5 separate regions of the Mus musculus genome follow, and all the other regions are linked to region 3. Evidence: chromatin contacts called from public promoter capture Hi-C and targeted proximity ligation data. All regions are on one chromosome and are shown on one strand. The core of a region is the stretch at or near the end of the contact, and the rest is flanking DNA. Distances in the headings are between cores, read along the strand shown.

What was found. Promoter capture Hi-C pulls out the DNA fragments that hold promoters and counts their contacts.
Region 1: a promoter capture Hi-C map of the SN4741 cell line shows a contact between it and region 3, with 5 times the contacts expected there. A contact is called at or near these places in 5 of 39 promoter capture datasets (the SN4741 cell line, cranial neural crest, liver and 2 more) and 1 of 130 datasets of targeted methods (astrocytes).
Region 2: a contact with region 3 is called in a targeted proximity ligation map of astrocytes, with 4 times the contacts expected there. A contact is called at or near these places in 6 of 39 promoter capture datasets (the C10 cell line, cranial neural crest, embryonic stem cells and 3 more) and 2 of 130 datasets of targeted methods (astrocytes and large pre-B cells).
Region 4: a targeted proximity ligation map of oligodendrocyte precursor cells shows a contact between it and region 3, with 6 times the contacts expected there. A contact is called at or near these places in 4 of 39 promoter capture datasets (the C10 cell line, cranial neural crest, maxillary cranial neural crest and 1 more) and 2 of 130 datasets of targeted methods (astrocytes and oligodendrocyte precursor cells).
Region 5: a promoter capture Hi-C map of pre-B cells shows a contact between it and region 3. A contact is called at or near these places in 3 of 39 promoter capture datasets (the SN4741 cell line, hippocampal neurons and pre-B cells) and 4 of 130 datasets of targeted methods (astrocytes, embryonic stem cells, large pre-B cells and 1 more).

The regions. Positions count from the first base shown.
Region 1 is chr19:8,918,333-8,922,540 of GRCm38.p6, forward strand. It overlaps B3gat3 (beta-1,3-glucuronyltransferase 3 (glucuronosyltransferase I)), which reads left to right and starts at 2,061. Exons shown (of 5, transcript NM_024256.2): 1 at 2,061-2,316; 2 at 3,474-3,648. The coding sequence starts at 2,235. It overlaps Gm36629 (a long non-coding RNA gene), which reads right to left and starts at 3,510. Exons shown (of 3, transcript XR_003952913.1): 1 at 3,418-3,510; 2 at 3,277-3,328; 3 at 267-2,985.
Region 2 is chr19:8,835,798-8,840,056 of GRCm38.p6, forward strand. Bscl2 (Berardinelli-Seip congenital lipodystrophy 2 (seipin)) reads left to right here and starts at 1,670. Exons shown (of 12, transcript NM_001136064.3): 1 at 1,670-2,067; 2 at 3,779-3,987. The coding sequence starts at 3,913. Gng3 (guanine nucleotide binding protein (G protein), gamma 3) reads right to left here and starts at 3,449. Exons shown (of 3, transcript NM_010316.3): 1 at 3,194-3,449; 2 at 2,757-2,856; 3 at 1,132-2,474. The coding sequence starts at 2,855. The coding sequence ends at 2,346.
Region 3 is chr19:10,099,644-10,103,843 of GRCm38.p6, forward strand. Fads2 (fatty acid desaturase 2) reads right to left here and starts at 1,860. Exons shown (of 12, transcript NM_019699.2): 1 at 1,580-1,860. The coding sequence starts at 1,786.
Region 4 is chr19:8,895,655-8,899,882 of GRCm38.p6, forward strand. Ganab (alpha glucosidase 2 alpha neutral subunit) reads left to right here and starts at 2,403. Exons shown (of 24, transcript NM_001293621.1): 1 at 2,403-2,505. The coding sequence starts at 2,468. Ints5 (integrator complex subunit 5) reads left to right here. Exons shown (of 2, transcript NM_176843.3): 2 at 1-2,236. The coding sequence ends at 2,081.
Region 5 is chr19:8,869,211-8,873,879 of GRCm38.p6, forward strand. Ubxn1 (UBX domain protein 1) reads left to right here and starts at 2,338. Exons shown (of 9, transcript NM_001362044.1): 1 at 2,338-2,546; 2 at 2,649-2,702; 3 at 2,798-2,904; 4 at 3,008-3,077; 5 at 4,304-4,495; 6 at 4,585-4,636. The coding sequence starts at 2,488.

The DNA of each region.
Region 1 (4,208 bases), core at 811-3,310, 1.2 Mb before region 3:
AAGGACATCCTGAGATCCTGAGACTTTTAAGTTGAAGGCTATTCTGGACTAAGTCTCAAAACTATTGTTGGGAAGATTGGAGAAAGGACAAGTAGTGGATACTTGGTTACAGGAAAAAAAGTTCTGAAATTTTGTTTTGTATGATAGGGTGACTAGATAATTCCTAAATGGTTTTTACAGAGCTAAATGAAAGGAGTTTTAAATGTTTTTATTATGATGTAACATTGAAACAGAAACATAGTTACTGGTAGGAACATAGTATTTTCTTTTGTGAGTTTTTTTTTATTGAATATATGTTGAAACTATTTATTGTTCAGCAAAGAGAAACAGTTTGTGTAATAGGACAGGGTTCCAGGTAGCCTAGGCTGACTATATTTCTTTTCTCCCTTTCCCTTTCTTCCTTTCTTTCTTTCTTTCTTTCTTTCTTTCTTTCTTTCTTTCTTTCTTTCTTTCTTTCTTTCTTCCTTTCTTCCTTTCTTCCTTTCTTCCTTTCTTCCTTTCTTCCTTTCTTCCTTTCTTCCTTTCTTCCTTTCTTCCTTTCTTTCTTTTTTGAGACAGGGTTTCTCTGTATAGCTCTGGCTGTCCTGGAACTCACTCTGTAGACCAAGCTAGAACTCTGAAATCTACCTGCCTCTGCCTCCCAAGTGCTGAGATTAAAGGCGTGTGCCACCATTGCCATGCTGACCATCTTGAGATATAGTGGAGTTTACCTCCACTTTCAATGTTGTCCAGGAATTGCGGACATGTACCACTACCCCAGGTTTTTTTGGTGATAGAAACTAGTGCACATGCTGGCCAGTGGTGGTGTATGCCCCTTAAATCCCAGCAGAGGTAGACAGATCTCTTGAGTTTGCCTAGCTAGCAAAGTGAGTTCCAGAACAGTCAGGGTGGTTAAATAGAGAAACTGAAACCTTGTTTTGGGCGGGGATGGGGGTTTGGGGGTAGGGGTGGGACAAAGAAAAACTGCATATTAGACAAGCTACTTCCTGGACTAAATATGTAAATTGTTACATATCCGTGAATAAAGTATCATTGTTGTAGTGTAGACTTGGTACCCACTTTTAGCTCTGTAGTCACTTGCTGAAGAGAGGTGACCCTGAAGAAACTACAGCTCGTGGAGCGGAAAATCTAGAAGGAACTTTTAAAAATTGTCCCATGGTAATGACATAATTTTGGCCTAAAATTGGAAGGCTGATGAGATGGTTCAACAGTTAGAGCACCAAACCTGAGGTCCCAAGGCTAAAACTCCAAAGTCCTCTGGTCCTCACGAACATGTGTAACTGTTTTCAAATCCTATTTTTAATGATGATTCTTAAACACTTTAACCTCCCTTGTAGTCCACCACCCACCAGAGGTTGTGGAAAATGAAAGATACGGGGGATGTGGACATGTTTAGAAAGATTCTTTGGAGTAGCTTTTGTCTGTTGTCTGGAAATCTGCAGTTCACTTCACAGGCTAGCAGTGGCAGCTTGATCCACTCAGACATTTCATGAATCTATCAGCAGTTCAGTTCGGTAGAGTAGGGATAGCGAACACGAAGCAGCGGTGGCACAACCTAACAGACAACCAGGACAATCAGCACAAAGCAGGAGGGACCAGCAGGAATGCCATTAGAAAACATTTACATCACAACTCCTAACGGCAAAATTACAGTTTTGAAGTAGCAACAAAATGAATTTTATGATGGGGAGGATGCCAAATCATGAGGAACTGTATTAGAGGGTCCCAGTATTAGGAAGATTGAGAATCACTGGAAACGACCTAGCCAAGCACCTGGTGCGTTTTAGATTTCACTCATTGGTTGAACAAGTAATGAACAACCGTTTCTTTAAGCAGCCAATGCTGAGGCTGAAGGATGGTTGAGTGAGTCTAGAAAACTCAGTGACAAGGGTGGAGCTTGTGCTCAATTGGGAGCTTCAAGATGATTATAGAGCTAGGCCACACAAGCTCTTGGTCAGCCTGCCACGACCGCTTGACCCAGCGGATATAGCGTCAACGCCCTGAATGGCCTACCAGGAGGCGGGACCGGAAGCTGCCTGTGGGAGGGACGCCACTAGCCGGAAGTGGTCCCAGGTGTCGCTCAGAGTCCCGCGTTCCCGGGAACTAGTAAGGGAGCCTGGGGAAGGCGGGGCGCGGCCCGGGCGGCCGGGGCGGGGCCGGCGGGAGGGCGGAGGGCCGGGCGGACCTGTCCCTGCCGGTCCCGGTGGACCCCGCCTGCCCCGGTGGCACCGGCCATGAAGCTGAAGCTGAAGAACGTGTTTCTTGCCTACTTCCTGGTGTCGATCGCCGGCCTCCTCTACGCTCTGGTGCAGCTCGGTGAGCGGGGCGGGGCGGGGCGGTGTGCGGAGGGCCGGCCCAAGGCGCTGGGGATGAGACCCGCAGACAGCGGCTTCCCGCTCGCTCAGCCCTCGGGACAGCCCTCGGTGACCCCTTGTGTAGAACTCTCGGCAGTCTGCAACTCCGCGGATACCGGTCAAGCCCCAAATGACCCCGCCGCCGCCAAGCAACCTATTTTCCACCCTCCCCTTGCTCTGCCTCTCAGACCGGCTTGCTGATAGGTTTTTGAGAACCCCCTGGTTCATTGTCCCCTCCAGCTTTTGACCAGCTGTGCTCTCCCCACCTCCAGGCCATCTATTTCTCATCCTGGTTTTAGGCCAGATGTCACATCAGGACTTCCCTGACCACCTTAGCTCAAGTAACCCTTATTAGTCTTGATCTCTTTTAATTTTCTAAGTGGCCCATATCACAATTTGTAATGACTTTATTAGTGTCTACCTCTTCCACTAAAGTAGCTAGGGAGTAGGGACTGCCCCCCCCTTTTATTCAATAAATATTTGTCGTGTAATGGAATCTGTGAACTTACTGACAAGTCAGTGGTCACGTGACCACGGAGCGCCTTGAATCCAGCCTTTTATGTGGGAGCTTGGTAAACGCTTTTCAGGTAGTGCCATTACAGGAGAGCCTCTAGTTCAGACTGTTATATTCCTTATGTGTGGAAGGTAAAATTAGGATCAGAAGGTAGAAAGGACAGAAAGGCTGACAGATAATCGTCGAAATGTACTAGTGAAAATAGTGGCAGGGCTGAGGGTGTAGCACAGTGGTAGAACACTCACAAGTGTAAGGCCCTGGGTTGGAGCCCCAGCAAAGAAAAATAGAGTGACAGATGGAACTGGTTAAAATTGAAGAGTTGAATGTTGTGGCACACCGTTTGGGAAACAGGTCAGTGGGTTAAAGGTCTGAGGTCAGTCAGCTTGGAGCCATTATAGCAAGACCTACCTTAAAACAGTAACACAGTAACAGTGAAAGGTGAAGAGTCTCTGACACCATTCTAAAAAAAAAAAAAAAAGCAAGTTACAAGGGAATTTCTGTATTGGCTAGGAATTAAAAAGAATTGGCCTGGGTTTTTGAACTACTTACTATCCTGTGGTTCTCTGTCACAACTTGCTCACCCTGTTGGTGCTTCCTGGTACCAGGCCAGCCTTGCGACTGCCTCCCTCCGCTTCGAGCTGCAGCTGAGCAGCTTCGGCAGAAGGACCTGAGGATATCCCAGTTGCAAGCTGATCTCCGTCGCCCACCCCCTGTCCCAGCCCAGCCCCCTGAACCTGAGGCCCTGCCTACTATCTATGTCATTACCCCCACCTACGCCAGGTACGGCTCTGGTACACTCAGGAGCTCTGTATTGAACAGGAAGAGGGTTAATGATGAATCTGGGGAGGCACTGAAGTATGGGGTGATGCTTAAACTAGAGCTTGCCAAATGTTATGAAAAGTGATCCGCATCTTTAGTCAGGTTTGTGGGAAAATGTCTTTTTCCTTTAAAAATAGACAAAGGAGTATTAGGAAGTAGATTACCGAGTTATTGCAAAACTTTAACGACAATTAAGTGTGAAAGAAAATTTGAGCTTGCCATTGAATGAACTCTTCTTAGGAATCTTTTGGTTAGACTGTCTCAAAGCTAACACACACACACAAATACTCAACAACAAAACCAACAAACAAACAAAACCCCAAAAATTTCTGATTAAATTTAGAAAACAGGGCTAAGCAGGTTTAGTCAAATCCTTCCTTCCTTCCTTCTTTCCTTCCTTCCCTCCTCCTCCTCTTTCTCCTCCTCTTCTTCCTCTTCCTCTTCCTCCTCCTCTTCCCCCTCCTCCTCTTCCTCTTCCTTCTCTCTCTCTCTCTCTCTCTCTCTCTCTCTTTCTTTTTTAG
Region 2 (4,259 bases), core at 420-2,919, 1.3 Mb before region 3:
CATGAATGTTTTGTCTGCATATATCTGTGTGTACCATGCTTGTGTCTGGTGCATGCAGAGTAGGAAGAGGGCATTGGATCCTCTTGAAGTGGAGTTAAGGTCAGTTTGTAAGCCACCATGTGACTCCTTTGAGAACCCTCTTCTAGCCCTACTCTGAAACAGCTTACACCTTGTCTGTACGAGTTGCTAGGCCTGGTTCTCCTCAACCAGATAGTCACTCCTAATTTGAATAGGTATCAAATTGCATGAGAAAACTAAGATGGGTATTTTAGAGGATAAGGTAGGGCAAGGATTAACCTAATAACACATTTTAAGCACTTTTGGCTTTTTACCACATCTGAGCTGATAGAGATTAGTCTTTTTAGTCTCTTGCTACTCCCTGTGTACAGTTTAAGCATATACACATAGAAAAAAACATTCATTAGGTATTAGGCACCTATTGCATTCTAGACATTGTAAGCAGGCAGGGATTATAACAAGGATCCTTCCTGGGGTTTTCACAAGAAAGAAGGAGCAAAGGTTATAAAATACTGAAGTCTGCGTGTGTGCGCATGCACGCGCTCTAGAGAGAGAGTGTGCAGGGTACTCTTGTGGAGTCAGAAAAACTCTTGAGTTCTCCCCCACCACCTTGATGGTTGAAACTCACTGGGCCTGCAGTCAAACACCTGTACCTGTTCAGCCATTTGGTTATGACACCCAGGGAATAGTTAGACCTTCCTACCCAGAACGATTTGTCACCTAAAACTAGAACAGCCGGGCATGGTGGCGCACGCCTTTAATCCCAGCATTCAGGGAGGCAGAGGCAGGCGGATCTCTGAGTTTGAGGCCAGCCTGGTCTACAAAGTGAGTTCCAGGACAGCCAGGGCTATACAGAGAAACCCTGTCTCGAAAAACCAAAAAGAATAAAAACAAAAACAAAACAACTAGGACATTTAAATGTAGCCCAGGATCCAAAACATATATGTACGTTCACTCAGACCAAAAAGCTTCTAGGCGGTGGCCTGGATCCCCTAACCCTTTGCCGGGATCTCACTCTAGGAGGCATTCTTGAGACATGGTTTCCAGTCAGACGACATTCTGAACCCTTGTGATGTTTTCAGTTACCTTGAGGAGAAAATAAAAAAGCCCCAATTCAACAAGAAAACAAATTTATTACTTATTTAGATCCCACAGAGACCAAGGAACAGGGTGCTCCAAGATGGCCTGTTTAACACATTTGTGTTATTACATACACCTCAAAGGGAACCTCTACTCAGGCGAGATTCTTATGCAAAACTCACTCTGGGCTTCTTGGGTCCCAGTCCTAGTGACTGGTTGTTTTAAGTCAGGATTTCATTGTGTATTGTGTGTCGTCGTGGCTGGCTTGGAACTCAGAGATCCATCTGCCTCTGTGTGTGTCCAACACCTCCGGAGTGTTGGTCACCACACTGAACTTAAGAACCCATGACTGCTTTAGGTGTCTCCCCATCCCCACTCCCCGTGATTGGTCTCCAAAGCATGTCTAGTTCCAGATTCTATGGGACAGAGAACCTGACTCTGACTTTGAGAGGGCAGGGGCAGCCATTTTAAGACCAGAGGATCGCATAAGGGATCGTTCCCTATTGGGAACGCTGGGGACCGCCATTTTAAGAGCACCCTCGGCGCGTGCCTCCATGCGGGTACGAACAGGCAGCCGCCATCTTGGGCATTGGCTGCCGCGCCGAGTCGCCCTGTCCCGCCCCACGGCCTCTCGGGCCACCTCCCCCCGGGGCTGCTGTCCCTGGGCCTGCGGAAACCCACCCTGCTCGCCCTTGTGTGGTTCTCGCCGCTTACGTTGCGCGCTCGTGTGAATGCTCCGCGGCTTCTGAGCGCTCGTTTTAACAACCCCCCACTGGGGGCGCTCGGGCACCTTATACTTTGCGATCTCCAATCCTTACAATGTCTAACGGGCTCGACTGGCCCTGTTCCCTGGATATGGCAAGTGTATCGATTAAGGATCCTCTTTCCCAAGAACGCTAACACAGACGTTGTCCTCTGAGGCTCTGAATGACTTTATTCTTCAAATGCCTTTACCTTTCATAGCTCCAGGTGAGCACCCGGGCATCCCCCTCTCCATTGCCTGAACGGATGGATCACCGAGGGAAACAGGCAGGATTTTGGCAGTTTAGCGGGGTCCCTTTATAGATAGAGTAGAAGGTGCTTGGAGTTAGCCTGAAAGGGTGAGGAGATGGGGTAGACATGGGTAAGGAGGGCCTTGTGCTTCAAATAATCTCCGGGTAAATGCGGGTAGAAGTGATCTACTACAATTTCCAATCTAAGGGCGGGTCTGGGAGGGGGCGATGAGTTCAGAGGAGGTCCACCGCTCTTCAGAGGAGCGCACAGAAGAACTTCTTCTCCCGGAAGGGGTTCTCGGAAGTGGGCACAGGAGTGATGAGGGGGTCCTCACAAGCGTGGGCATCACAGTATGTCATCAGGTCTGCTGCTGCCTTGGACACCTGGAACCCAGCCAGGAAGGGATACATTAACCAGAATTCCTGAAAGGGACTGCAGTTCTCTTCTCCAATAGACTATCTTTTTGTTTCTAGTGCCCTTTGAGACAGCCCTCTCCCCCAACGCCAGTCCTCGGGAACAACTTTGCTGACAAAGCCCAGTTTCTGCCACTGACCTCAGGGTGTCAAGAAAAGAAGCATCTTTTCTTGGGGGGAGGGGGGAGGGGAGGGTATTGCAAACCCACAGCTGAGCCCTGAAGGGCTGATGGGAGCCAGGGTCGCACCCACCTTTATCCGGCACAAGCTGGCCTCAATCTTAAGCTGTTCCACCATCTTGCGTGCTTGACCAATACTCATAGTGCTGTTAACGGGGGTCTCCCCTTTCATCCTGGAGTAAAGACAGTCAGCTGAAACACTCAGCTCTTCACAACCACACACCTGGGATTGTGCCCCCATTCTCCAGTGGCCATCCCAGGTTTTTTTTTCTTTCTTTTTTTTTTTTTTTTTTAAGTAGGGAGAATGGAGAAGATAAAATGAAATATTCTCCTAACCCCTGGGTCCTGGTCATCAAATTATACAAACGATTTAAGGATTTTAAGTCTTTGAGCCAAATATGTTACCAGCAATGAAAGCCTCAGTCAGAAAGAGCCCCACCCTGATGAAATCACATCAGCCACCTGTCCCCCCTCAAGCCCTGAAGAGAAAAAAAGCTGCTTTCTACTCACCTGAAGTAACAGCAGCGGCAGCCAGGGATGTAGGGTCAGTGGGGAGGGGGCACCAAACCCTGCCTCAGATAGGTGCCCCACCCTGCCAGGACTTGGAGCTAAAAATATCCGTAGCACTGACAGTTAATGCAGAGAAGGTCACTAGAGATGCTCAGACGAGATCCTTGGAGGGGTGGTCTCAGTCTCCACAGCTTAAGTTCTGCCCAGATGGCTGGTACCTGAAGGATGAAGGATGCTAGAAGGAGCTGCTGATTCTGGCGCATACCAACTGCCTGGACAGTGGGGGAGTCAGTCTGCTGTTTGCATCCCCTGTGCACACCCTCACTGCTGCTCTCTCACTACCTGCCCCTGCCATTGTACAAGTCCTTAGTCTAAACTAGATAGCTCCCCAAAGGGCCTGAGGCAGAAGCAGGCTCCCCTCTCAAATGGGGTGGTCTGGGCCTGTGACAGCCCCTGCATTAGAGTCTGTCCCCACTGCGGAAGACCCTGCTCATTTGAAAGTCTGACATCAGCTGGGCTGCTGCTCCCCCACCCCCACCCCCACCCTGACACAGCACTTAGCACCTGAATCTTGGTTTCTTTCAGTGACCCACCGTTCTTCAGAGCTAGGAAAATGTAACACTCTACAGGTGATCAGCTTCTAGATCACCACTTTCTACCACGTGAGTGACGCGAGCTGGGAGACCCAGAGGTAACCCATCAGGAAGATAGCTAAAGAAATGATACATCAAAGAAGAGAAGCTGGGGCAAGAGAGACATGCAGAGACCAGATCAAAGGATCAGACAAAGACGAGGTAAGGCACCTTGCCACGAGAGTTAGTGTGAATGTTGTGAACACAGGTGGGCTTCTCGGAGTGGGGAGTAGGGTGGCAAGAGTTGGCACTGGGGAAATAGGGAATCGATTGGAAATTTTTCATGTAATTTGAGTGGATTACTACTATTCAAAAAGATGTGCATTGGCCTTGCCTCCTGGAGGACGTTATCCAGACGATGCCACCATCAGAAATCTAGTCTCATGGTTTTTTGTAGGGATTTTGAGGTTGGCTGCATCACGTGGGTCACAGAA
Region 3 (4,200 bases), core at 610-3,109:
TAATCGGATCAAACCAATCACATTTGTTGTTTTACTTTTTAGGAAACTTTTTGGTAAGAGCCTGGAAAGGGGAGGAGTCGTCTGCAATTCACCTACAGATTCATGCACACACCAGCACCCGAAACAGTGGAAAGATCCCCCAGATAGGGGCTGGGAAGTTTTCTCCCTGGGAAACCAAGGTCTTCTCTGGTTGTGAGGCGGTCCAAGAGAGCTAGGACACTCAAGGAATGTGAAAAGCTTACACTCTCCTAAGGTCTGGTTAGCATCGCCAGCCCCATGGGCATAATTAAGCAGGCTCCACAAGCAAGGAAAATAGTCTTTAGGCAGTATGAATGTGGCCAGTTCTCTCCTCAATCTGGAGTAAGATTGCATCCTGTTCACCAAAGCCTCCAGTCCATTGATTAGGGTATGGCTACCTAGGCTGATCTCAAAAAGAAAAGACATGGAAGGTAAGAATTGAAACTATCAAACTTGCACAAGAAAAGCCCACACTCAAGTCAGCATCCTGGACTTTGATGTGGAGTGCGGTCTGATAAGTTTATCCCTCTTCTCAGCCTCCTCCCACTCGTCTTTCCCAAGCTCTCTCCAGCTACATCTTTTCCTCTGCTTTCAGCCCACCAAGAAAGGTGCCAAGAAAGGTCTGGCTTTCCTCTTTGACTTTGTTTCTCCTCTTACCCACCTGACTACACAATCACTTTATGGTTGGGGGTGGGGCCAGGCACGGTATGGGGTACTGTGCAATATAGGATAGCCTCCGTTCCACAGAGGTCTCAGAGACTTCAACAACCTCCATGAGTGCAAGAGGGGAAGGGTGATCCTGGCAGGATCTAAAAACAGAGGGCCATTGAGTTGAATGTCCGATAGTAACCCCAGAGGCAGATGGACCTGTTGCCAAGCCAGTCTTAGATTCACCTTCTAGATCCCCTGCGGACCTGAATTTTGCAAAATCCAGCCCGTTCGCCTTCCACCAATTCCCCACCAGGATTTCCCAGAAGGCTGGCACTTGGAGTGAGTCGGGATAATCCTCGGGAGCGTGGGAATCTGAACTACTAGGAAGTCTCTGTCGGGCAGCCATTGTGGACCTTCTTAGACAGGAGTCCAAGCAGGAGCGAGTCCTGGCCAGGAACCAGCTTTCCTTCTCCGCCCCCTGGTCTGGCAGGAGAGTCCCACATATGGCTGCCCGCTCTCAGGCTCCTCTCCCCGGCGCCCAAGGGTGGCCATCTTCCACTTGGGGAGCGCCGAACACGAAGGCTGGAGCGCCCCCTTTGGAGAGTCCCAGGCTCCGGCTGGAACAGCGCGCAGTATGCGCTGTGAACATGCACCGGGCACAGTTTACCACTGATGGGACTTCCACAGAGGTGCTAAGGCCTGGCGTCCAAAAGGCTCGGCCAAAGTCTGCCCAGTTGACCCAGAGGAGAACGATTCCAGGAGGGAGGTGAGGGCAGTTGGTACACTTTCTTTCCCTGCTGAACGTCCTGCGCTCCTTTAAGAACCGGGGATCTGTTTGGCGCCCAGGGACCCCGGGCTCCTGACACCAGCCTGCAGCAGACAAGAGTGGCTGGCACCCCCAGACTCTTACCGTAGCATCTTCTCCCGAATAGTGTCCGATGACACGGTGGCCCCCCGGGTGCCGCTGGGACCATTTGGTAACGTTGTAGACCTTGCGGTCGATGACGAGCCACCGGTCGGTGCGCAGGTTGTGCTTCTGAATCTCCTCCCAACGGAAGGTGGGCATCGGAGCCTGGCGCTCGGTGCTCCCCTCTCCCTGGTTACCTCCCTTCCCCATGCTGCCAGTCTACCCGGATGCCCCGTGCGCTACGGCCTCCGGGCGCCCGCGGCTCGCAACACCGACGGTCCCTCTCCTGGCCGCAGTGTGCGGTCGGCGCCCTCCTCGCTTTCGGCTTTTGTCTTCTACTCCTCCTCCCACCGTGCCTCCTCCCCTCGCTTTCGCTCCTCCTCGCCTTCACTAGCTAGCCAGTACCCCTGCCTTCCCTCAGGAGTACCCCTGGCTTCCCAGTGCCCCCAAGCGGTCCCCTTCCTCCGCCCACCCTAGGCCCGCCTGCTGTGGACTTTTGCCTCCGGTGAAAACTCCAGGATAGCTCAGGGCCTCGCTGCCTCCTCCCCCCACCCCTCTGGCTCCCCCCGTTCCCGGCTCCGCATCCTCCCGAGTTCCCCGCCACCCGGGTTTCCACAGTGATCAGCAGAGCGCCTGCACCAATCAGGGCTCGTCGCCCCGCCTGCCATTGGCCCAGGAGGATCTTTCGAAGGCCAGCGGGCTGGAGCGGCGGGTCCGCGGCTTCCCCCTCCCTCGCGCCCGCCCGCATGGAGTTAAGCCCTGCTGGGCGGTCGGCGACGTGTCTGACCTCCTCCTCCTCCCTTCGCTGCCTGGAGCCGGGGAAGCGGGAGTAGATCTCTGAGAAGCTGGGAGGGGAGAGCGGGGGGCGGGGGGGGGGGCGGGGGCGGCAGCTGGGCTTTTCTTTGCGCGCTTCAGAGCGCCAACGCGCTCGGCCGGGGATTTGCACCTGATGCTCGCACAAAGGAGGCGCAGCGGTTATGGTGAACAACGCTCGGCCTCCGGCTAAACAAGGCCCCCTCCTGGGCTGTCATGACTAGGTGATATTTCTGCCTGGCTAGATGGGACTCAAGTCTCCTGTATCTCACATTGTCTAAGAGATCCATATTGTTTATTGCTTTCCTGAAACCTTCCTAGAGAAAGGAGCCAGGAGTGGGTCTCTGTTTAACCAGGGCTCTGAATCCTTTCAACTTGGTCATCTTGGAAAAGAACGGTGGAATCTCTGCTTTCTTCCTCGTGCTAAGTGCCGCGGGAGTGGCTTCTGGGGAGGGTGCCAGGATAAACTGGACACCTTTCTTGTCTTCGACTGAGAAAGAGTTCACAAGCCTGGTTGGGAAACATGAAAGCAATAAAAGCCCGCGATTGATTTGACAGTAGTACACCACTTGCAGGCAAGAGAGACACTGATACCAAGGGAGTATAGTAGGAAGAAAGGCCCTATTCGCTAAAGTCTCACCACAATCCTATGATATTGTTATAGCTAACTTCAAAATGAAGAGTCTGAGGGTAAGAGAGATAAAATGGTCAAGACATACATGCTTAGCTAGTGGCCCTGTTTGGCCTCTTCCATGACCCTTTCAAGACTTTGGGCTCCCTAGCTCCACATGACACTGGTCCAAAGGAAGTACCTGGTGCAGGGGGTAATACATTCCCATAGTCCCTCCCATCGTATACTCCTCTCATTCTGTCCTGGCATCCATCAGGAGCAGCCTTTCTTCATTCCACAAACTCCAGACTCAAGGAGTGTTGAGTGAAGCTTTTCCGGCTTAGAGGAGAGGAAACAAACATCCAAACAGATGTTCGTTTGGCCTGCCCAAAAGATAGAAGTGAGTGAAGTAGGTGTGCTGGTCGTGTCCATACTGTCATCCATCAGAAACCTGAGGCAGGATATTGCCATGAGTTCAAGGCTGGCCTGGGACACGACTATGCATAAGGAGCAAGACTGTTGTCTTTTGTGCATGTTAACGATGGAATATAATAAAGTCAAGAAAGCTGTTTTGTATTTGTTTGTTTGTTTGTTTGTTTGTTTTTCAAAAGATGGATTATCACAATACACAGATAACTTTAATGATAATTTTTTTAGAGTTTTAAAGCTCAGAGGGATGACTGACAGCTGACAGGGAACCCCAATAAGTGCTTCACAGCAGAAGCTTGGAAGGCCGAGAAAAGACCAAGTGAGAAGGCCCCAAGAATGGGCTACAGCGGACTCCCAATGAAGACAGGAGTAAACGGACAGCCCAACCAGGGCTGCTGTGAGTAGAGTTCAAGTTGGTAACATTCCCACTTGCTTAAAGACAATGGAGATGAGCATTAGAAACCCACCAATCAAGGGTGTACCACGGTGGGACCTGCGATATGCAAAGAGAACAGCAGGCTTGGGGCTGCACCAACCAAAAGAATAGTCACCAAATGTACTAGGCCCTGAGCTAGATTGCCGGAGTGGTGGTGCACACATAAAATTCTAGACTCAAGAGGTAAAGTCAGGGTGACCCAAAATTCAAATTTATCTTTGCTACAGAGTAGGTTCAAGGTGAGCTCTTGAGACCGTGTCTGGAACAAGGAAGGGAAGGGGGTGAGAGGAAGGGTTGAAGAGATGGTAGGGTGTATCAAGAAGCAATCCATGGATT
Region 4 (4,228 bases), core at 1,153-3,652, 1.2 Mb before region 3:
GCCGGAATGGAGAGCCCTCTCTTCAGGCCACAGTTCCCTTCCTACTGCAGCTGGCAGTCATGTCACCAGCTTTGCTCGGCACAGTATCTGGAGAACTTGTGGACTGCCTCAAGCCCCCAGCAGTGCTAAGCCAGCTGCAACAACACCTGCAGGGGTTCCCCAGAGAAGAGCTAGACAACATGCTAAACCTGGCTGTGCATCTAGTGAGCCAGGCCTCTGGGACTGGTGCCTACCGCCTGCTGCAGTTCTTAGTAGACACAGCTATGCCTGCTTCAGTTATTACTACCCAGGGCCTGGCTGTGCCAGACACCGTGAGAGAGGCCTGTGACCGGCTGATCCAGCTGCTATTGCTACATCTACAAAAACTAGTTCATCATCGGGGAGGGTCTCCTGGAGAAGGGGTGCTGGGCCCACCCCCACCTCCTCGTCCAGTGCCCTTTCTTGATGCATTACGAAACCATGTTGGAGAACTGTGTGGAGAGACATTACGGCTAGAACGGAAGCGCTTCCTCTGGCAACACCAGCTCCTGGGCCTACTGTCTGTCTATACACGACCTAGCTGTGGACCTGAGGCCTTGGGTCATCTACTGAGCAGAGCCAGAAGCCCTGAAGAGTTGAGTTTGGCAACCCAGCTATATGCAGGGCTAGTGGTCAGTCTCTCTGGCCTTCTTCCCCTGGCCTTCCGAAGCTGCCTGGCTCGAGTGCATGCAGGGACTTTACAGCCTCCCTTCACAGCCCGGTTTCTTCGAAATTTGGCCTTGTTGGTGGGGTGGGAGCAGCAGGGTGGTGAGGGCCCTTCAGCCTTAGGGGCCCGGTTTGGGGAGTCTGCCTCAGCTCACCTGGCTGATCTGGCTCCTCTCCTACTACACCCAGAGGAGGAAGTAGCTGAAGCTGCTGCCTCCCTCCTTGCAATATGTCCCTTTCCTTCTGAAGCCCTGTCCCCTTCCCAACTATTGGGACTAGTGAGAGCTGGAGTACACCACTTCTTCTCTTCTCTAAGGCTGCATGGCCCTCCTGGTGTGGCTTCAGCCTCTCAGCTTCTTACCCGCCTTTCTCAGACTTCCCCAGCTGGGCTCAAGGCTGTCCTACAGCTGCTTGTAGAGGGAGCCTTACATCGGGGCAACACAGAACTATTTGGAGGGGAAATGGATGGAGACAATGAGACCCTCTCAATTGTCTCAACCCCTTTGGCTTCTGCCTCATTGTTGGACATTAACCGGAGGCATACTGCAGCAGTGCCGGGTCCTGGAGGGATCTGGTCAGTTTTCCATGCTGGAGTTATCGGCCGTGGCTTAAAGCCACCTAAAATTGTTCAATCTCGAAACCATCAAGAAGTGATCTATAACACCCAGAGCCTCGTTAGCCTCCTAGTGCACTGCTGCAGCGCATCAGGGAACAGCGAGCGTGAGGGTTGCTGGGGGGCTCCCACCCTGAGCCCAGAGGCAGCCAAAGCAGTTGCGGTGACCTTAGTGGAGAGCGTGTGTCCTGATGCAGCTGGTGCTGAGCTGGCCTGGCCCCCAGAGGATCATGCACGAGCCACCGTGGAGCGGGATCTCCGAATTGGTAGGCGCTTCCGGGAACAACCTCTGCTGTTTGAGCTTTTGAAGCTGGTAGCAGCTGCTCCCCCAGCCCTGTGCTACTGCTCCGTGCTGCTGCGGGGGCTGCTGGCTGCCCTCTTGAGCCATTGGGAAGCCTCTCGACACCCTGATACAACCCACTCCCCCTGGCATCTGGAGGCATCCTGTATCCTGGTGGCTGTCATGGCTGAGGGAAGCCTCTTGCCACCAGCCCTGGGTAATATGCACGAGGTATTTAGCCAACTGGCACCTTTTGAAGTGCGTCTGTTGCTGCTTAGTGTCTGGGGTTTTCTTCGGGAGCATGGGCCCTTGCCCCAGAAGTTCATCTTCCAGTCTGAACGTGGCCGCTTCATCCGGGACTTTGCCAGGGAGGGTGGAGCTGAAGGAGGACCACATCTGTCTGTGCTGCACAGTGTCCTCCACCGCAACATCGATCGCCTGGGGCTCTTCTCTGGCCGCTTTCAAGCACCTCCGCCATCCACTCTGCTTCGGCAGGGGACTTGACCTTTTCTCTACAAGTTGTGCGAGGTTAAACTGAGAGAAGAGCCTAAGGTGCTACAGAAGGGTGGATGCTTCTAAGTCCGTACGTAATGAGTGGTGTCACTTTTTTCAAACCCCACCATTTTTTCTAAATAAAATTTGCCGAGTTGAGACAAACAGTCCAGTGTTTCTATCTGACACGGAAAGCTGCCAAAAGCCTGAGAACGCAGAGCCCGGGGCGTCGAGGCACGCCCCATTCATAATAAAGAACGCGCTCGACCAATGGGATAGACGTCCGGCCGCGCTCTGGACGAGCCAATCGGAAGGCCGGAAGGGGCGGGCACTAGGGTACGTGGCTCAACGTGCACAGGGGCGGGTAGGTTCGGGTCAAGGAGCAAACCCGGTACAAGATGGCGGCAATAGCGGCAGTGGCGGCGCGTAGGAGGCGGTGAGGAGCCCGGAACCCGGGGGCGCGTCCGGACGGCCCTAGATCCCCCGAGCCCCATATTGCTTCTTTTTGTATGCCTTCCCATCACCCTGCTACTTCTGGCCTCGCAACGGGCTCTTTGTCCTCGTGGTGGTGGCCTCTGGCTACAGCCTCCCAGCGGCAGATTCACGAGTCGCTGCGGCCCTTGTCTGTGGGGTTCCTGAATCTCGCCGGGCTTAGAAAGGCTGAAGCTGGGTGCTGTCTTCGGTCTTGTCCGCTCCCAGCCGCCCCTTCTCCCTTGGCGGTTCGGGGTGGTCAATGCTTTCGTCTCCTTCCTGCAGTGCGCAGGGCTGTCGAGGCAGGTAGGGGGACGAAATGCATCCCAGCCTGTAAAAAAGCAGCCTGTTGCCACACTGCTCCTTTTTCAGGTTGGAAGCAATACGATGGGCAGATCGTCCTGTATTCCTTCCTTGCCCTCCCGACCAGCCTGGGCCAGTTTCATTAGTGTTCATTTGCTGGGCACGGCTGGGGCAGGGTCCAGTAAGTTCACAGTCTGCATGGATAATGTTGCTCAAACACAACATGTATCAAATAATTTGGCCTGTTCTCTGGAGTTTTGTAGAACCTTAAAAAAAGCTTGAAAACACATCAGCGCCGTAAAGCGCGGTACACCTAACGGATGTAAAGGGTCGGGAGAGGCGTGTACTGTCGACAGCAGTGTAAAAAGGGTGAATCATATACTCAAGTTCTTCTCCAATAAACAGATGTAACTTACCCTAAAGTTCATACTTGACTTAGCTCATGAACACCTCTCGTTTGGGATGCTTAAGGCATTCCTAGAGCCAACAAGTCATGTTGAAAATATTCTTTACCAATCATTTCCTTACTGACATCTCTCCAAACCTATTTTAAAGACTTGAAGATAGGGTTCCAGGGAGTATTTACGAGCTAAACTGCTCACTACCGCTACATAAGTAGCCATTCCTCAGGACCCAGGCTGTATCAATGCCTTCTGATTAGATTTTTCTAGTAGCATTGTCTTCTGTTTGTCTTACAGGTACTTCTTCCTCCAAAGCCTAGCACGCTAGTTCCTAGTGTTTTCTCACTTTGCTGGCTGCCTTTTTTCACTACTGGTGGCTGCCTGCCAGCTTTCCAAAATTTCCTGCTTCTAGGGAACTTTATTAACTGATCCCCTTCACAATTTCCTTTTGGTGCTTCTGGGGATCAAACAGGACCTGCATTCACCTCACTATATGGTAACTTTCTTTTACCTTCCAAGTAGATATGGAGGCTGGATAACTGTGTATGATAAGCCCTTTCTTGGTTTTATTGCTTAGAAGAACCATATCTTCTGTGTTGCCTTGCCCCAACCCCCTTCTTATTCATTTATATAATGAGACAAGGTCTTGTCAATCTAGGCTTGTCTGACCTCGAATTCACTATGTATGTGGACCAGGCTTGGCTTCAAACCTGTAAGAGATCCATCTGCCTCTGCCTCTGTCTGCCTCTGCCTCAAAGTGCTAGGATTAAAGGGTGTGCATCATTATGCCTGACTTCCCCCTTTTTTAAAATGAGTTTTCTGTTTTTAACGTTTATTTTCCCAGTGTGAGTTGTGTGCACATGTATGTGAGTTTACCTCTGTACATGTATGGAATGAGTTGCTTTTCTCCGTCCCACATGTGGGTCCTGGATAATCAAGCTTAGGTAATTACACGTGGCTACAAGTGCTCTTAGCTACTAAACC
Region 5 (4,669 bases), core at 1,088-3,587, 1.2 Mb before region 3:
GCGCAGAAGATCCTGGCAGTAGAAGAAAAATAAACAAAAAAAGCGCAGGTGGTGGTGGCTCACCCCTTTAATCCCAACGCTTGGAAAGCAGAAATAGGTAGATCTCTCTAAATTCAAGGCCAGCCAGGGATACACAGAAAAATCCTGTCTTGAAAAACCGATGAAGAGAAAAAAAGAGCCATGTAGGCGATCAAAGCTCGGTAGTCTAAAGAAATGAGAAATGCTATAGAGCTACCTAAGGTGAGGGAAGAGTCAGGACATTTTGGGCAGAGAGCCGGTACTGCAAGCCCAGAGGACCAAGGCCTGTTTTATATCATGTACAGAGTAGCTGGACAAGACATTGCACAGCAACACTAGCACGTACATACTGTCCAGCCAAGTATCACTGTCACTATCACTTATCCTGCTCTCAAACTAAAACCGTGCACCAAGATCCCTTTGGCAATAGATCCCCTTCAACAGTGTGAGCAGGTCCAAGTATGAATTATCTATGGCTCCTGATAAACACTGCTGTACACCTTGATTTCAAAAGTTGTTTTGGGAGAGGGGATAGATGGGAGACAGGGTCTTACTATGTGAATCTGACTGTCCTGGAATTCCCTCTGTAGACCATACGGCCTTGAGCTCAGAGTTCAACTGCCTTTGTCACCCAAGTACTGGGATCAAAGGTGTGCACTACCACATCCAGCCTCATTTTTCCTTTTAGTTATGATCACATTTATTGACGTATGATGGAAGTGGAGCCTGCATGTCATCCTTGTTGGTTAAGCGTCAGGGGACAAAAGTACTACGTGGAGAAGCAGGTTCTCGTCTTCCAACGAGGGTTGCAGAGATCCAGCTCAGGTGTCTTACCAACTGAACCATCTCAAAGGCCTAAGATTTGGGTTTTTGAGGTCTCATAGAGACCAGGGTATTCTGAAATCAAGATTTAATTTAAGGGCGGCTCAGTGGTTAAGAGCACTGGCTGCTCTTCCGAAGGTCCCGAGTTCAAATCCCAGCAACCATATGGTGGCTCGCAAACATATGCAATGAGACCTGATGCCCTCTTCTGGTGTGTCTGAAAATAGCTACAGTGTACTTACATGGAATAAATATAAATCTTTTTTTAAAAAAAGAAAGGTTTTAAGATAGCTGGGCAAGCCAGGCGTGGTGAGACACCCCTTTAATCCCATCACTCAGGAGGCAGAGGCAGGTGGATTTCTGAGTTCGAGGCCAGCCTCATCTACAAAGTGAGTTCCAGGACAGCCAGGGCTACACAGAGAAACCCTGTCTCGAAAAACCAAAAACGAAAAAAAAAAAAAAAAAAAAAAAAAAAAAAAAGATAGCTGGGCAAGATGTTTCTGGCCTTTGATCCCTGCACTCTGGATGGCAGAGGCAGACTGATATTTGAGTTTGAGATCAGTCTCTAAAGCCAGATCCATTTAGAAAGTTCCAGAACAGCCAAGGCTTCATAATGAGATCTTGTCTCAAAAAACAAAGACAGTGATAACAATGATGATGAACATAGACTCAAGCATGCTAGACCAAATCACCACTAGACCTACTCCCTAGACTCTGATAAATAACTTACTAATAATATATATAAGAGTTATTCTCCTCCCAACTTCTTTTACATACATCACCGATGGGTGTGGTGGCACACAACTTTAGTCCTGGCACTTGGAAGACTGAGGCAGGCAGATTTTTCTGAGTTTGAGGCCTGTCTGGTCTTGGTGCCAAAAGACAGAAAGAGAAGTAAAAGAGAAAACGGAAAATTAAAAAATGCAAGGAGGTGGTGGCGACACACTCTGATCCCAGTACTGCGCTCCGGAGGCAGAGGCAAGTGGATCTCATTGGATTGCAGGCCAGCCTGGTCTACAGCGCGAGTTCCAGGACAGCCAGGACTATGCAGAGAAATCCTGTCTCAAAACACCAAAAGGAAAGAAAGAGAGAGAAAGACAGAAAGAGAGGGAGAGAGAGATAAACTTTTACTGTTTATCATGAACGCCCCGACTCGTGTGCTTAGGTCAGAGGACAACTAACAGGAATCCTTTTTCCTCTGTGCTCAACCTCGTGGGTCTTAGGAATCGAACTCACATAATTAGGCTTGAAGGCAGGTGCTTTTACCCGCCGATCCATAGCCAGGCTCTCTTTTAGAATCCTAAAAGCCTGCAAACCGGCTCAAGCCTGTCTGGAGCTTCTTCCCCGTGGGTGGGTCTCCTTCCTGTCAGTTGTCCCTCCTCAAAGTCCCCGCCCACCAGGAAGGACATTTCTGGCTCTCTTCGGCACCCGTCCACCCTGCCTCCACGTGACACAAACAGACCGGGCACTTCCGCTTCCCCTCCGCTCTCCCCACTCACTGTCTACTCCCCCCTCGTCCCTGGGTCTCCCGCCCCGTGAGTTAGCGAGCGCCGGGAGGGCGGCGTCGCGGGCGGAGTCGCCCCGGGCTGACCCTTGCGGTCTTCCTTCTGGTCCCCGCAGGTCCCCGCGGAGGCGGAGGCGGGCGCCATGGCGGAGCTGACGGCTCTGGAGAGCCTCATCGAGATGGGCTTTCCCAGGGGACGCGCGTAAGGGAGCCTCCCCCTAGCCGGTGGTGGGAGGCCGCGGGCCTGGCCGGCCTGACTGTCACCATGGCTGGTGGGCGCTATTCACGGTGTTTCTGCCCCCAGGGAGAAGGCTCTGGCCCTCACAGGGAACCAGGGCATCGAGGCTGCGATGGATTGGTGAGCGGGCGACCCGCACGGGTGGCGGGAGTTTGGGAGCCGCTGGGCAAGGTGGCCTCCAGGCTAACCAACCCCTGCCTACTTTCTCCGCGCAGGCTGATGGAGCATGAAGACGACCCCGATGTGGATGAGCCTCTGGAGACTCCCCTCAGCCATGTCCTGGGACGAGAACCCACGCCCTCAGAGCAAGTTGGCCCTGAAGGTCCTGACTGGGAGACATCTTGTGATTCTAGAGACCTTGAAAGGGCCCCGAGAAAATCAGAATGATCTTATTCTAAATACTAATCCTGGTTGCTTGTTTGCAGGCTCTGGGTCTGCTGCTGGAGAAAGCAGACCCATTTTGACTGAAGAGGAGAGACAAGAACAGACCAAGAGGTGACTGGCAAGTTCAGTGTGTGTGTGTGTGTGTGTGTTTTGTTTGGAGTCTGCCTAACTCTTGCCCAGGCTGAACTCCGGATCCTCCTGCCTCCGCCTCCAGAGTGCTGAGATGTGGCCTTCACTGTGCCTTGCATTATTTTTTTGAGACGCAGTCCAGCTGTGTACCTCAGGCTGCGCTGGAACCCCGTATGCGGCCTAGGCTAAATTCGAAGCCACATTCTTCTAGTGCTGGGATTACAGGCCTGGGCCACCATAGCCCAGTGACACACTTTACCAAGGGTCATGGGTCATCTTCCTTCCTCTCAAATACAAACAAGTCTGATCATAGAACCTGACCTTTCCGGTTTTGAGGGTGTGCTGCAAGTCACCAGGAAACATCTCACATAGCTCAGGACTGGTCTCAAACTCCTGTGTGGCTGCAGATTCCCCTGAAATCCCAACTCTCTTGCCTCTCCTTTGCAAATGCAGGGATTATAGATATGCATCACTATGCCCTTTCTTTAAAAACAAAACCAACAACAACAATAAGAAAAACCCACGCTGGGCGTGGTGGTGCACGCCTTTAATCCCAGCACTCGGAGGCAGAGGCAGGCGGATTTCTGAGTTCGAGGCCAGCCTGGTCTACAAGGTGAGCTCCAGGACAGCCAGGGCTAAACAGAAAAACCAAAAAAAAAAAAAAAGAAAGAAAGAAAGAAAAACCCACAAGGGTCTATGCATGATATATTGTGCTCTACCTTTAAACTACACTTTTTTTTTTTTTTTTTTGGCTTTGTTCTGTTTTTTTTTTTTTCTTCAAGCCAAGAGTCTCTATCCCTGACTGTCCTGGAACTGGCTCTGTAGACCAGGCTGGCCTCAAACTTGAGATTTACCTGTCTCTGCCTTCTGAACACTGAGAATAAAGGCGTGCACTGCTACCACCTAGCTTGTCCTCTTTGGTTTTTCAAGATAGGGTTTCTTTGTATAGTCCTGGCTGTCCTGGAACTAACTCTGTAGACCAGGCTGGCCTCGAACTCAGAAATCTGCCTGCCTCTGCCTTCCAAGTGCTGGGATTAAAGGCGTGTGTCACCAGGTCTGGCCCTGCTTGTCCTCTTTATATTACTGTTTTGGTTTTGTTTCCTTTCCTCTGTCTTGGAGCCCGTATTCCCTTATTTTGTTAATTTCTCAGTCTAAACTCACCTTCCCACTCCATGTCCAACTTTACCTCTTTCTTCTCTGCAAAACAGAATGTTGGAACTTGTGGCACAAAAGCAGCGGGAACGTGAAGAAAGAGAGGAGCGAGAAGCTTTAGAACGAGAAAAGCAGCGGAGGAGACAAGGGCAAGAGCTGTCAGTTGCACGACAGAAACTGCAGGAAGATGAGATGCGCCGGGCTGCGGAGGAGCGCAGGAGGGAAAAGGCTGAAGAGTTAGCTGCCAGGTCTGAAGTCTCATTGGTCGCTAATTGGGAAAGAAATGAAGATTTGCCTTGTCCATGTCTGACCTATTTTCTTCCTGTCTCTATTCTAGACAAAGGGTTCGAGAAAAAATTGAAAGGGACAAAGCAGAGAGAGCCAAGAAGGTGGGTGATTAGAAAGTCTGGGTATAGTGGAGT